Regions from separate parts of the Mus musculus genome. Here regions 1 and 3 are each linked to region 2. A link is a contact called in public Hi-C and HiChIP or PLAC-seq data. All regions are on one chromosome and are shown on one strand. The core of a region is the stretch at or near the end of the contact, and the rest is flanking DNA. Distances in the headings are between cores, read along the strand shown.

The links. A called contact is a pair of places that touch in the nucleus more often than the background predicts. HiChIP or PLAC-seq counts read pairs in DNA pulled down with a chosen protein or histone mark.
Region 1: a contact with region 2 is called in an H3K4me3 HiChIP or PLAC-seq map of bone marrow-derived macrophages, with 4 times the contacts expected there. The contact joins two enhancer-like sites. A contact is called at or near these places in 2 of 15 datasets of contacts at CTCF or cohesin (the NIH/3T3 cell line and large pre-B cells), 2 of 115 datasets of contacts at active chromatin or transcription factors (bone marrow-derived macrophages and large pre-B cells) and 3 of 9 other capture datasets (adipose tissue, embryonic stem cells and liver).
Region 3: a Hi-C map of the N1E-115 cell line shows a contact between it and region 2, with 2.6 times the contacts expected there. The contact joins two enhancer-like sites. A contact is called at or near these places in 4 of 15 datasets of contacts at CTCF or cohesin (the NIH/3T3 cell line, large pre-B cells, pro-B cells and 1 more), 13 of 484 Hi-C or Micro-C datasets (B cells, the G1E-ER4 cell line, MC3T3-E1-derived osteoblasts and 9 more), 3 of 115 datasets of contacts at active chromatin or transcription factors (bone marrow-derived dendritic cells, embryonic stem cells and large pre-B cells) and 1 of 9 other capture datasets (embryonic stem cells).

Annotation. Positions count from the first base shown.
Region 1 is chr2:132,083,281-132,087,071 of GRCm38.p6, reverse strand. All of the region lies in intron 5 of Slc23a2 (solute carrier family 23 (nucleobase transporters), member 2), which reads left to right. Among named protein-coding and RNA genes, the nearest start is that of Gm31179, 55 kb to the right of the region's middle. Within about 2 kb of position 2,456, at least 66 of the 459 cell types and tissues checked have an H3K27ac peak or open chromatin away from gene starts, as enhancers often do. A contact at or near this core is called in bone marrow-derived macrophages, where this site is marked.
Region 2 is chr2:131,818,490-131,821,954 of GRCm38.p6, reverse strand. 5330413P13Rik (RIKEN cDNA 5330413P13 gene) reads left to right here. Exons shown (of 3, transcript NR_029381.1): 3 at 1-1,949. Among named protein-coding and RNA genes, the nearest start is that of 5330413P13Rik, 27 kb to the left of the region's middle. Within about 2 kb of position 1,469, at least 58 of the 459 cell types and tissues checked have an H3K27ac peak or open chromatin away from gene starts, as enhancers often do. A contact at or near this core is called in the N1E-115 cell line and bone marrow-derived macrophages, where this site is marked.
Region 3 is chr2:132,210,508-132,214,084 of GRCm38.p6, reverse strand. All of the region lies in intron 2 of Gm14051 (a long non-coding RNA gene), which reads right to left. Among named protein-coding and RNA genes, the nearest start is that of Tmem230, 35 kb to the left of the region's middle. Within about 2 kb of position 2,129, at least 12 of the 459 cell types and tissues checked have an H3K27ac peak or open chromatin away from gene starts, as enhancers often do. A contact at or near this core is called in the N1E-115 cell line, where this site is marked.

The DNA.
Region 1 (3,791 bases), core at 1,207-3,706, 260 kb before region 2:
AGAAAGTGCAAGTGACTCCAGGTGGCAGGCAGACAGGACCATGCATGTATGGTGATGACCATACCCCAGAACATTATATAGGGTCATAAGAGAGGCAGGGATAGCATGTCTAGGACTTGAGGAGGTGGCAGTAGTAGAGATAGGTCCCAGAGACTTGTGGTCTTGGCCCTAAAGGATGAGAGTTATCTTTCACCTTGGCAGAGGTGGAAGCAAACGCAGTTTAAGTTATGATCCAGCACAGGATTCCTGTCACCAGGTACAAGCCAGGACTTGGCTGAGCACTAAGACCCCGTAGTGGTAGGACTGTGCCTTGAAGGCCTTAGCCATATGACCACAGAAGAGTGGTGGGACATACCTTCTCAGCCTCAGGACATAGGCAGCTATCATCTCCTTGGGAGGATGAGGGAGACTGCCTTCAGTGTCCCTGGGTGACAGTTACTGTCTGTATCTTAATCATCTTTTGTAACTTCGCAGATAATTGGGCAGTTGTGGAGTGTAACTGCTAGATCGTGGTGTGGACCATCACCGGTGCTGAGAATTAGCATCTCAGTTGGCGTTTTAAATTTCTCTGTTTAAAACAAGCAGTTCACACCAAGGAGATGCAAGAGTGGATAGATGGGGAGGGGTGTGGTGGTGTGGGGATGGAGCCCAGAGCTGGGCTGATCCCACCGCTCAGCTAAAGGATTGTATGTAGATGGTTTGTGTTTTGGCTTACTAGTCATTTTTTCAGCCTTCCCCTCATGGAAGTTTTTTCAAGTTAAACTTTTGTGATTTCTTGGATTTCCCAACTCTGGTGGTTATCTGTGTTGTGTTATAAGTTCTGTATTATGTGTTTTTCTGGCATCTGTTGGCACCTGATGCTTCCATCACATTGGGCAGCTAAGGTGATTGAGCCCTGCCTCTTCTGAGGAAGCTAGGAGTGGCCTGTGCGTAGATCCTCCCCGCTTCATTATTGCAGCCTTGAAACTATTGTTCCATAAAAATAGATTCAGGAAAGATGTTGGATTTGAAGGCTGAGCCCTGCGTGTACCTCCCTGGCAGACCTAAGGCTAAGCCCAGAGTGCTCCTCTCTGGCAAACCTAAGGCTGAGCCCACAGTGCTCCTCTCTGGCAGACCCTTCCTTCCCTGCTTTGCTGCCTGAGAGTGTCTTCCTTGTCTCTGGGGACCACCATCGTTTCCATAGGGGGTTGTGAGGCTCACTCCCTAGAGCATGTGTATGTTGGGTGGGCTGATTTCCAGGACACCTCTTCCCGGGCATCCCCTCTGCCTTCCCGCATTGCCTCTCCCTGTACTTCATCTTCATTGCTCAGCTCCTTTGATAGAGACTCAACAGTTCTACATTTGGTTACTTGCTTGGTTACATTTGGTTAGTTTTAGCTACCCCTTGAGCTTGTTCTAAGAGCTCGTTCTAAACCCTTTTAAAAGCTCCCTTTTCCTCTCATCCGGGTAGGGTTATTCAGATTCTCCTTAACCCACAGCCGCCAGCTTGCAGTAGGCATGGCTAGAGGCCCCCACCTCTGTGGAGTCACCTTGGAGGAAGGTTCTCTGAAACCCTGTGCTTCTCTGCCTCACTGATTTTTCTCACAGATGTGGCTAGAAGAGAACCCCACTGTCTTTAGAGGACCCCTCAAGCCTGCTCCAGGAGCCTCACTACTCGGTCATCCCCAATAATGTAAGAGTGCAGGTAGGGGCTACCAAAGGGGCCTCTCGTGGTCAGGCACAAACCTGCTTAAGCAGATAGCAGATTCCTTTGCTGAGCCACTGACACTAGTTCAGTATCTGGTTTCTGATTAGCCACTGCCCATAAGAGAAAGTCTCCTGCTTTCTACCTTATTAGCTTCTTGTAGCCATAGGGTGTGTGTGGCAATGTGTAGTATGTATGTAGTGGGCTGGTGGGGAGTGGGGTCTTGCACAAGTGGTATACTCCCTGAGGGCAGCACACTTTCCAGGTCTTACATCTGGGGATGTTGAGCCCTCACTATCAGAGTGCAGAGAGGTTATTTAGGGAGGTTGGAAATTTCCCCACATTTCATCATCCCTGAGGAGGAGTCCTTGTGTTTGTGAACCAGTTGGAAGTGAAGTTGCAGATAGCATGCTATTCCACTCTAAATGGGATGATAGTCTCTGAGTAACCACAATGCCATTTATCAACTTGAGAAAATAATTATACCATCATATCATCTAATATGCAGTCTACATTTAATTTCCCCAGTTGTCCCTAAAAGATGTGTTATAGCTGTTCCCCAAGCCTCTCCAAGCCATGGTCCAATTAAGCTTGTACAGTGTTTTGCTTGCTATGTCTCTCAACGTTTTAAAGTCCAGGCTAGGTGTCATGGACTCAGACCCCAGTTTGTCTGGTTGTGTCCTTATGGTGCTGTCTGACTGGGTGCATAGTCTCTCACTTGCTGTGAGCTGGAAGATGGGCCAGAGGCATGGATGATTCAGGGTGAATGTTTCATCCAAACTGCCAAGTCGGTGACATCATGACCTTTAGATTACGCCATGCCAAGCAGCACATAATAGCTGGTTGTAGCATTTCCCACAAATAAAAAGTTTACTGCCTACGTTACTAAGAAAGCATCTTAAGTAGTGTGGTGAAGTGGAAGGCCACTGCAAACCCGGAAGGAAATGACCTTGAAAGACATCATTTCTAGTCAGCTTCACTGGGTGACTAGACTCACCATAGACGTGGTGGCTTGGATTCCTTTGTACCACTTACCAGCCATGAGAATTCAGCCACACTGCCTAGCTCCTCAAAGACCATTCCCCCGGATGAAAAATAATATGTAGCATGTTAATGAGTGTTGTGCACGGTAGTGCCTGCCCTGCTGGTGCCGTGAGCTGTCATTATTACCTGGGCTCTGGAAGGGAGGTAGAAGTTTGGTGGAGCAGCGTGTCCCTGATGACTATTACAGGATTGGGTGTGCCCCCTGCTCACACAGGCAGCGTCCTGACTTGGATGGATTAGAAAACAGCAGCGGTCATTCGACCCAGCTCCTCCTGAGGCCTGAGCCCGTCCAGCCTCCATTGCATGTTTGCTGGGGCAGGGATGCTGTCCATGTTTCCACAGATTACTCTTTATCGTTGTTGTTTTAATCTTCAAGGTGTCAGGGATTAAAAGACTGCCTGACTCTTTGCTATTTTTGGATTTAACAAATTTTGTTCCCTCTACACTGTTTTTTGGTGTGTGTGTGTGGGGGGGGGGGGTTTCTTAAAACAGGGTTTCTCTGTGTAGCCCTGGCTGTCCTGAAACTAGCTCTTATAGACTAGGCTGGCGTTAAACTCACAGAGACCCATATGTCTCTGTCTTCTGAGTGCTGGGATCAAAGGCAGGCCACATCACCATCTGTCTTCTCTACACCTCTTTTTATTTGACCATGAGATATGCTAGCCTGGCACATTCCCCATACCACAGGTTGCCCATTCTCTTCCTTGATGCTTCTCCTCTCTAGGCTGGTGGCTAACAAGGGTGAAAGGAGTCAGGTTCTCACCAGATGTTAGGGGAAGGAAGCGCCTTCCACTTCACACAGCTTTGAGACTGTTACCCAGTAGCAGTGCTTTACCAAGCATACCCATAAACTCCCTCAAAGTATTGATAAAAAGTCCTGTGCTAGGTGTGGTGTACATAACTTTAAGGCAGATAGGTCTCTGTGAGTTTGAAGCCAGCCCGGTTTACATGGTGATTTGCAGGCCAGACAAGGCTACATAGTGAGACCCTGTCTTAAAAATGGATTAAATAAGTAAATACCCATTATCTAATGAGTAATTATATTAACACCTAATTGTATTAA
Region 2 (3,465 bases), core at 220-2,719:
ACCTCGTGGGCTTGCATTTCTAGCACAATACCCTTGTGCTTGGCTTTTGTGTTGAAGAGGCTGGGGGCTGCTTGCCTGGGACAGTGTAGATTGATCTCACACATGCCAATCTGGGTGACTATGGTTTGTTGAAAATCCTAAGGAGCCTGGGCAGGGATGGCAGGCAGGTTTCTCAGTGTCTGGTATGCGTTCCAGGAGTCTAGCCAACCCTGCAGTTCATGAATAGAGTGCATTCGTTAATAGAATTTTCTTTTACTGATTCATTTAGCTTTCAATTAGCATATAAAATGATGGAACGCAGGTCAAATTTCATAATGTTTCCCTCATGGTGATTCTCCTTCCCAACTCTGCCTGCCTCCAACACTTCCTCCCTCTGGTGGCCAGTCACCCTTGGAAAGTTCTGGTTCCCTTGTACCATCCCTTGGGGCTTGAGAGATGATGGTTCTGTGGCTAAGAACCATTGTGTCTCCTCCAAGAGGCCCTGCTCATAGCCACCTGCAACTCCCATCTCTAGGGGATGCAAGGCACTCTCCTGGCCTCCACAGGCAGCCCCCATTCCCCAGACACCTCGCATGCCCTGCATATAAAAATAAATCTTAAAAAATCGTATTTTTAAAGCAAAAACCCCTCCAAAGTATTTCATATATTTTACTCTTTGAAAATTTCATGTTTATATAATGTACTTTGATCATAGCCATCCACCGTTTTCTCCCTCTAGCTCCCCCTGCTGGCTCAGTTTTTCACTTTACAGCAAGCAGCTCCTCCCTGGGCCCTTGGTGTTAAACATAAGCAGGCACAGTTTTGCCTGTGGCTCCTCACCCAGTCATGTGCTGGGCTGATCTGTAGGTTTGATGTGTTTTCTTCTCTTTGGAGCCTCAATTGTGACCGGAATGCAGGAGTGTGGTGCCCCCACCCCACCCTACCCCATATATATATATATATATGCACATGTATATACATGCACATGAGGACCAATCCTCCCTATTTCCACTTAGGAATTGAATGCCAGAGCTCACACGCTGACAAAGCTCTTTCAGAGGTTGAGATCTCTAGAACCTTCTAGAAGTCATCTGGTCTTAGGTTTGGATTCCATCTTCCCAGATCACCCTTGCCAACCATAAGAAGGTAAGTATCATGGCAACGGCTACAGCATCAGCTGCTGATTCTTGTGCTGACCCACTGCCATCTCCACTATAACCACCTTCAAAGCCCTTGCCACCATCATTACAAACCCCCATCAGCACCAATCATTTACTCAGCAAACACTTGCTGTACATCTCTCTCGGGCTTGTGGTATACATATTAGGACGAAACCGTCTCCTGAGAACTTACACTTCAGGCGCTAAAGTTTGGGACCTGAAACCATAAGAAGGAAATTATCAAAAACGCTAGGATTCGATATGCACTATGGAAAGGAAGCAGAGAGCGGTAACGGCTGGAGGGCGGGGCCAGTGGCAGGCTACAGTTTCCTACAGCATGGTCAGCGGCAAAGACTGAGTCAAGATCAAAGTGAGGGATTTGACGGTACTCTCATCGTTCTTACTGAATTATTATTATTGTGTGATTTTTATACACGAAACACTTAATAAAAACAGTTTGGGAAGAGTCTGAAATGGCAAGGACAGACCTTCAACTTAAGGTTTAACTGTATGAACATTTCATGACGCTTTGGAGGATCCTTGCTGGGTTTCTTTCACAATGCTGCCCCCCAGTGTTCAGTGAGAGTAGTGCAGGATCAGGAATTCAAGCACTTACTGTGAGTCCCAAATTTCTCACCCAGATATTAGCAAACTATATTAAAGTTCTCAAATATACAAAAATATTATGAAATAAATATGTTTTAAATTTCAAATCCTCACAAGGGTGAAGCCACATTAAAAGGGACAGATTCACCTGAAATTCCCACAATTTGTAAAACTATAAGTAAAATAAAATTTATTAATTATATCAATAGTCATATGCACTTGTGATATTTATGGACACTATGTGTCACAAAATAGGCTGGTTATTCCCTTTAATTTTCTGTTAAACTTCACAATGTTTGATAAGGGAAGTATTAAAGCATTTTATATGAGACTCAAAAGATCATTAATACTCTATTCCTGGAACATATACATTAAGACTAATTAAAATGAGATTTACTTAGTTTCAACCCAAGGGACTAGATGTGATGGCGTCTTTCTTAAGCATCTAGAAAACATGCATGTTAAATTTCATAGTAAGTACTAAGTAAAAAGGGGTTGCTGGACATACCCTTAGTTAGAAACAACATTTGCATCCAACCCCCACACCAGCACCATGCTTTAAGAAAAAACAACAGACTCACCCTCGTGCAAGTTTGGAAAGAGACAGGTTGTCCATCCTGGAGGTGCAAAAGAGAAAGCCTTGGGCTTAAACTTAATGTAAAAGGGATAAAGTAACAGGACTCCAAAAGGCTTCTGAAGACCAGGGACTTAGACAAATGGAAATGCGAACTGTATGCTTAGACTGAAAGATTCCAAGTCGTAAACATAGCCAAGTAAAATGTAAGGTGAATGGGGCCATAATGCAATCGCCCATAAGGATTTGTGGAGGAGAGAACGAAGTTTATTACTTCTAAGGCTCACAAAAACATGAGTCTTTCATACTAAATTCATGATGAGCAGAGCTAATAATTATCTATCCTATACTTCAAAGTTACTGAGAATACATTTAAAATATTTTTTTCCTACAAAAACAAGAATGTGAAGTGATTTGTACATTAACTAAATTTGACCATCCTACATTATATTCATGGGAGGGTGTTTTGGTTAGGGTTTTACTGCTGTGAACAGATACCATGACCAAGGCAAGTCTTATAAAAAACAACATTTACTTGGGGCTGGCTTACAGGTTCAGAGGTTCAGTCCATTGTCATCAAGGTGGGAGCATGGCAGTATCCAGGCAGGCATGGTACAGGAGGAGCTGAGAGTTCTATGTCTTCATCCAAAGGCTGCTAGTGGAAGACTGACTTCCAGGCAACTAGGGTGAGGGTCTTATACCCACACCCACAGTGACACACCCATTCCAACCAGGTCACACCTATTCCAACAAGGCCACACCTCCAGATGGTGCCACTCCCTGGTCCAAGGATATTCAAACCATCACAGAGGGTCATGGTGGCGTATGCTTATAATGCCAGGCTTTGGAGGCTGAAGTAGAAAGACCATAGTTTATGGCCAACCTAGGCAACACAGGGGCGGTCTTAAAACAAAAACAAGACTCACCATGTACTCCCATAATACACTCAATTACTATTGGTCAATTCAAAAAAGAATAGCTAGAAAACCTTTTCTAGGAAGAATCATGAGATAGGATAATTCTACCAATTATTAAAACGTTGTGAAATTATAAGCATTTGAGCAAATTAGACAGATCAGTGGGAAGTATCTGAAAGGAGAGTCAAGAGGCAGGTTCATGCACATAGATTTTCCTGTATCATTATTA
Region 3 (3,577 bases), core at 880-3,379, 390 kb before region 2:
AATGGGAGTGCTAGGTCAGGTCTCTGGATGCCCTCTTCTGGCCTCTGTATATATGCACATACATGTGCACATACACACACAAAGGGGGTTGGGGAGAGAGAGAGAGGGAGAGAGAAAGATAGAGAAAGAGAGAGGGAAAGAGAAGGATAGAGAGAGAGGGGAAGGGAGAGAGAGAGACGAAGGGAGAGGGAGAGAGAGAGGAAGGAAGAGGGAGAGAGAGAGAGAATATGTTACGATTTTCTACCTGTCTGGAAAACAGATGTGGTTGCTTGGCTTTATAACCATGAAGAAATCTTGACGGTGGATGGAACAAGAAATACACTGGTCTGACACCACTGATACACCTGACATATGCCCACTCCAAAGCCTCAGAATTTTCTCCCACACATCAACATCCCTCAAGCCCGGTTACAGTGGTAGCCTGGACGTACTGGTTGTTTTGGAACCCAAGGACACCTCTCAACCAAGTGCCAGGCATCCGTTACCTTTATCAGACCAGGCTGAATCACCATCCACAGGACCACTCAGAGAGACCCAACAGGACCCAAGCTTGTGTCCCACGGTGGTAACCCACACTTTAAGAGGCCATTCTTCTGCCTCACTGTCCCACTTCTCGGAACTTCCAAACAACCTGTACACAAAATTCAGAGATGGGTGCAGCGTCTGTATCACTTAGAACTCAGGGAGAGCCTTAGATGATTAAACAGGGCCTCATGTGAGTATAGGTGGGCAGTAGGGGACTGTAGAGGTGGAGGCAGGGGACTGGAAACAAAGAAGTTAGCAGGGCCGGGCAGTGGTGGTGCATGACTTTAATCCCAGCACTTGGGAGGCAGAGGCAGGCAGATTTCTGAGTTCGAGGCCAGCCTGGTCTACAGAGTGAGTTCCAGGACAGCCAGGACTACACAGAGAAACCCTGTCTCAAAAAAACAAAAAACAGAAAAGAAAGAAAGAAAGAAAGGAAGGAAGAAAGAAAGGAAGGAAGGAAGGAAGGAAGGAAGGAAGGAAGGAAGGAAGGAAGAAAGAAAGAAAGAAAGAAAGAAAGAAAGAAAGAAAGAAAGAAAGAAAGAAAGAAAGGAAATAAGAAGTTAGCAGGGAGATGAACATACTTTTGTTCACAAGGGGTAAGGAGGGCTGACCCACGAGAGTGGAATTCAAGGTATGAACCTCTTCAGCTATGTGATGCGACAACACACTCCCCTGGGTGTGTTCAAGTTTTGACATTTTCTGTTGGTTTGGTTGGTTTTTTATTTTGATTTGTTTTTATTTTTTGTTGTTTTGTTTTTATTTTTTTTTAAGACAGCCTAGGTTGACCTTGAACTAGCTATGTAGTCTAGGCTATCCTCAAACTCATAGCTCACCACTGTGCCCAGCAACACTTCTATTTTTAAAGAAACGCTCTTTGCTCCTCCCCATTGCCTTTTCCAGAATATTCACAACCTCTAGGAGGAGAAAGAAACAGTTCACCTCCATCAGAAGAGGACAGTGACTTCTAAAGAATGACTCACCCTGCTTGACTGGCTGAGTGGCCTGAGGCCAGAGCCTGCAACTTGGCTGGCCAATCCCAGCCCCATCCAGGAAGCAAGACAGTGTGGCAATGATGTGTCGCCTACTTGGTTTACTGGACTTGGCTGGCCTGACCATGACTAAGCAAGGCTGTGTGAGATTTCCGCAGTGCGTGACAGCGTGGAAATGGGGACCACTCAATGATGATGCCTGAGCAGAGCTCGAGTTCAGGGCTTTGGAGCAGCTCCCTTTGCCTGGCACTTTCTGATCCAGCCTCAGCTGTATCCACCCCTGCTTCTCCAATCTCCTCTGCCTCCACTCCATTATGGCATTGATCATCCCCAGAGGAGCCCTGGTCTCACCCACACTATGGTCTCTGGCAAGGCAAGGGTGTGGTCAGTGCCCCATATAACCAGTGAGTCAGAGTCTGTCTGTGGAGTGGTCACTTCCTGTCCTTGATGTGCCCCAGGGCCAGAGCATGCCCTGGGGCCCTCATTTTGCTTTTTAATAGTCTTTTTTTTTAAAATAAGGATTTATTTATTTTATGCATATAAATATACTATAGCTGTCTTCAGAGGGCATCAGATACCATTACGGATGGTTGTGAGCCATGTGGTTGTTGGGAATTGAATTCAGGATTCTGGAAGAGCAGTCAGTGCTCTTAACCACTGAACCATCTCTCCAGCCCGCCTTTTAATAGTCTTTTTTTTTTTTTTTTTTCGGTTTTTCAAGACAGGGTTTTTCTGTATAGCCCTGGCTGTCCTGGAACTCACTTTGTAGACTAGGCTGGCCTCGAACTCAGAAATCTGCCTGCTTCTGCCTCCCGAGTGCTGGGATTAAAGGCATGCATCACCATGCCCGGCTAATATTCTTTTTTTTTTTTTTAAGATTTATTTATTTTATGTATATGAGTACACTGTAGCTGTACAGATGGTTGTGGTTGTGAGCCTTCATGTGGTTGTTGGTAATTTAGTATCTCTGCTCGCTCTGGTCGGCCCCGCTCACTCTGGCCCAAAGATTTATTTATTATTATAAATAAGTACATTGTTGCTGTCTTCAGACACACCAGAAGAGGGCATCTGATCTTATTACGGATGGTTGTGAGCCACCATGTGGTTGCTGGGATTTGAACTCAGGACCTTCAGAGGAACAGTCAGTGCTCTTACTTACTGAGCCATCTCGCCAGTCCTCCGGCTAATATTCTTATTCTTTGAGATGTTCATACAATGTATTTTGATAATCGTCACCCCCACCTCTCCAAACTCTGCTAAGATCCACCCCACCTCCTTACACCCCTCCAAATTCATGTCCTGTTGGAAAAAAAAAAAAAAAACCCTTAATGTAACCCCTTGTGTTCAACCTGAGCTGAGTGTGGAGACATCCTAGTAGTAGAGTGTGGTTGACCTACTAAGGTCCACACCGACAACGAACACTGACTCTCCCTCCCCTTGAGCCCATCAGCTCCCCACAGTTCCTTATTTGGAAGTGTGGTTCGAGAGCCCCCTCCCTTTCCGTGCTAGAATATTGACTGCCCTGCATGATCTTGTGTGGGTAAGAACAGCTGCTCTGGGTTTGTGAACGCAGAATGCAGCAACTCAGCCACACCCGGAAGACACTGCTCTAGTCCTCTCTGACCTCTGTCTGTCACACGCCTTCTGGCTATTCTTCCAGGATGGTCCCTGAGCCTTTGGGAAGGGGGTGACACAGATGTATCATGGGATCTGAACACTCGACAGACAATCTCTGCACATTGACCGGTTGTGAATTTCTATGTTAATGATGGTCCATTACACAAAGAAACTCCTTTAAATACATTTTTAAATAGATTTGCTTATTTTTTACATATGAGTTTACTATAGCTGCCTTCAGACATACCAGAAGAGGGCATCAGATCCCATTACAGATGGCTGTGAGCCACCATGTAGTTACTGGGAATTGAACTCCGGACCTCTGGAAGAGCAGTCAGTGCTCTTAACCGCTGAGCCATCTCTCCAGCCCACAAAGAAACTTCTTTAGTAAGGTCTGAGGGGCTCTGGTTTTAATCTAATTATTCTTCACTTGATTTTGGTATGAG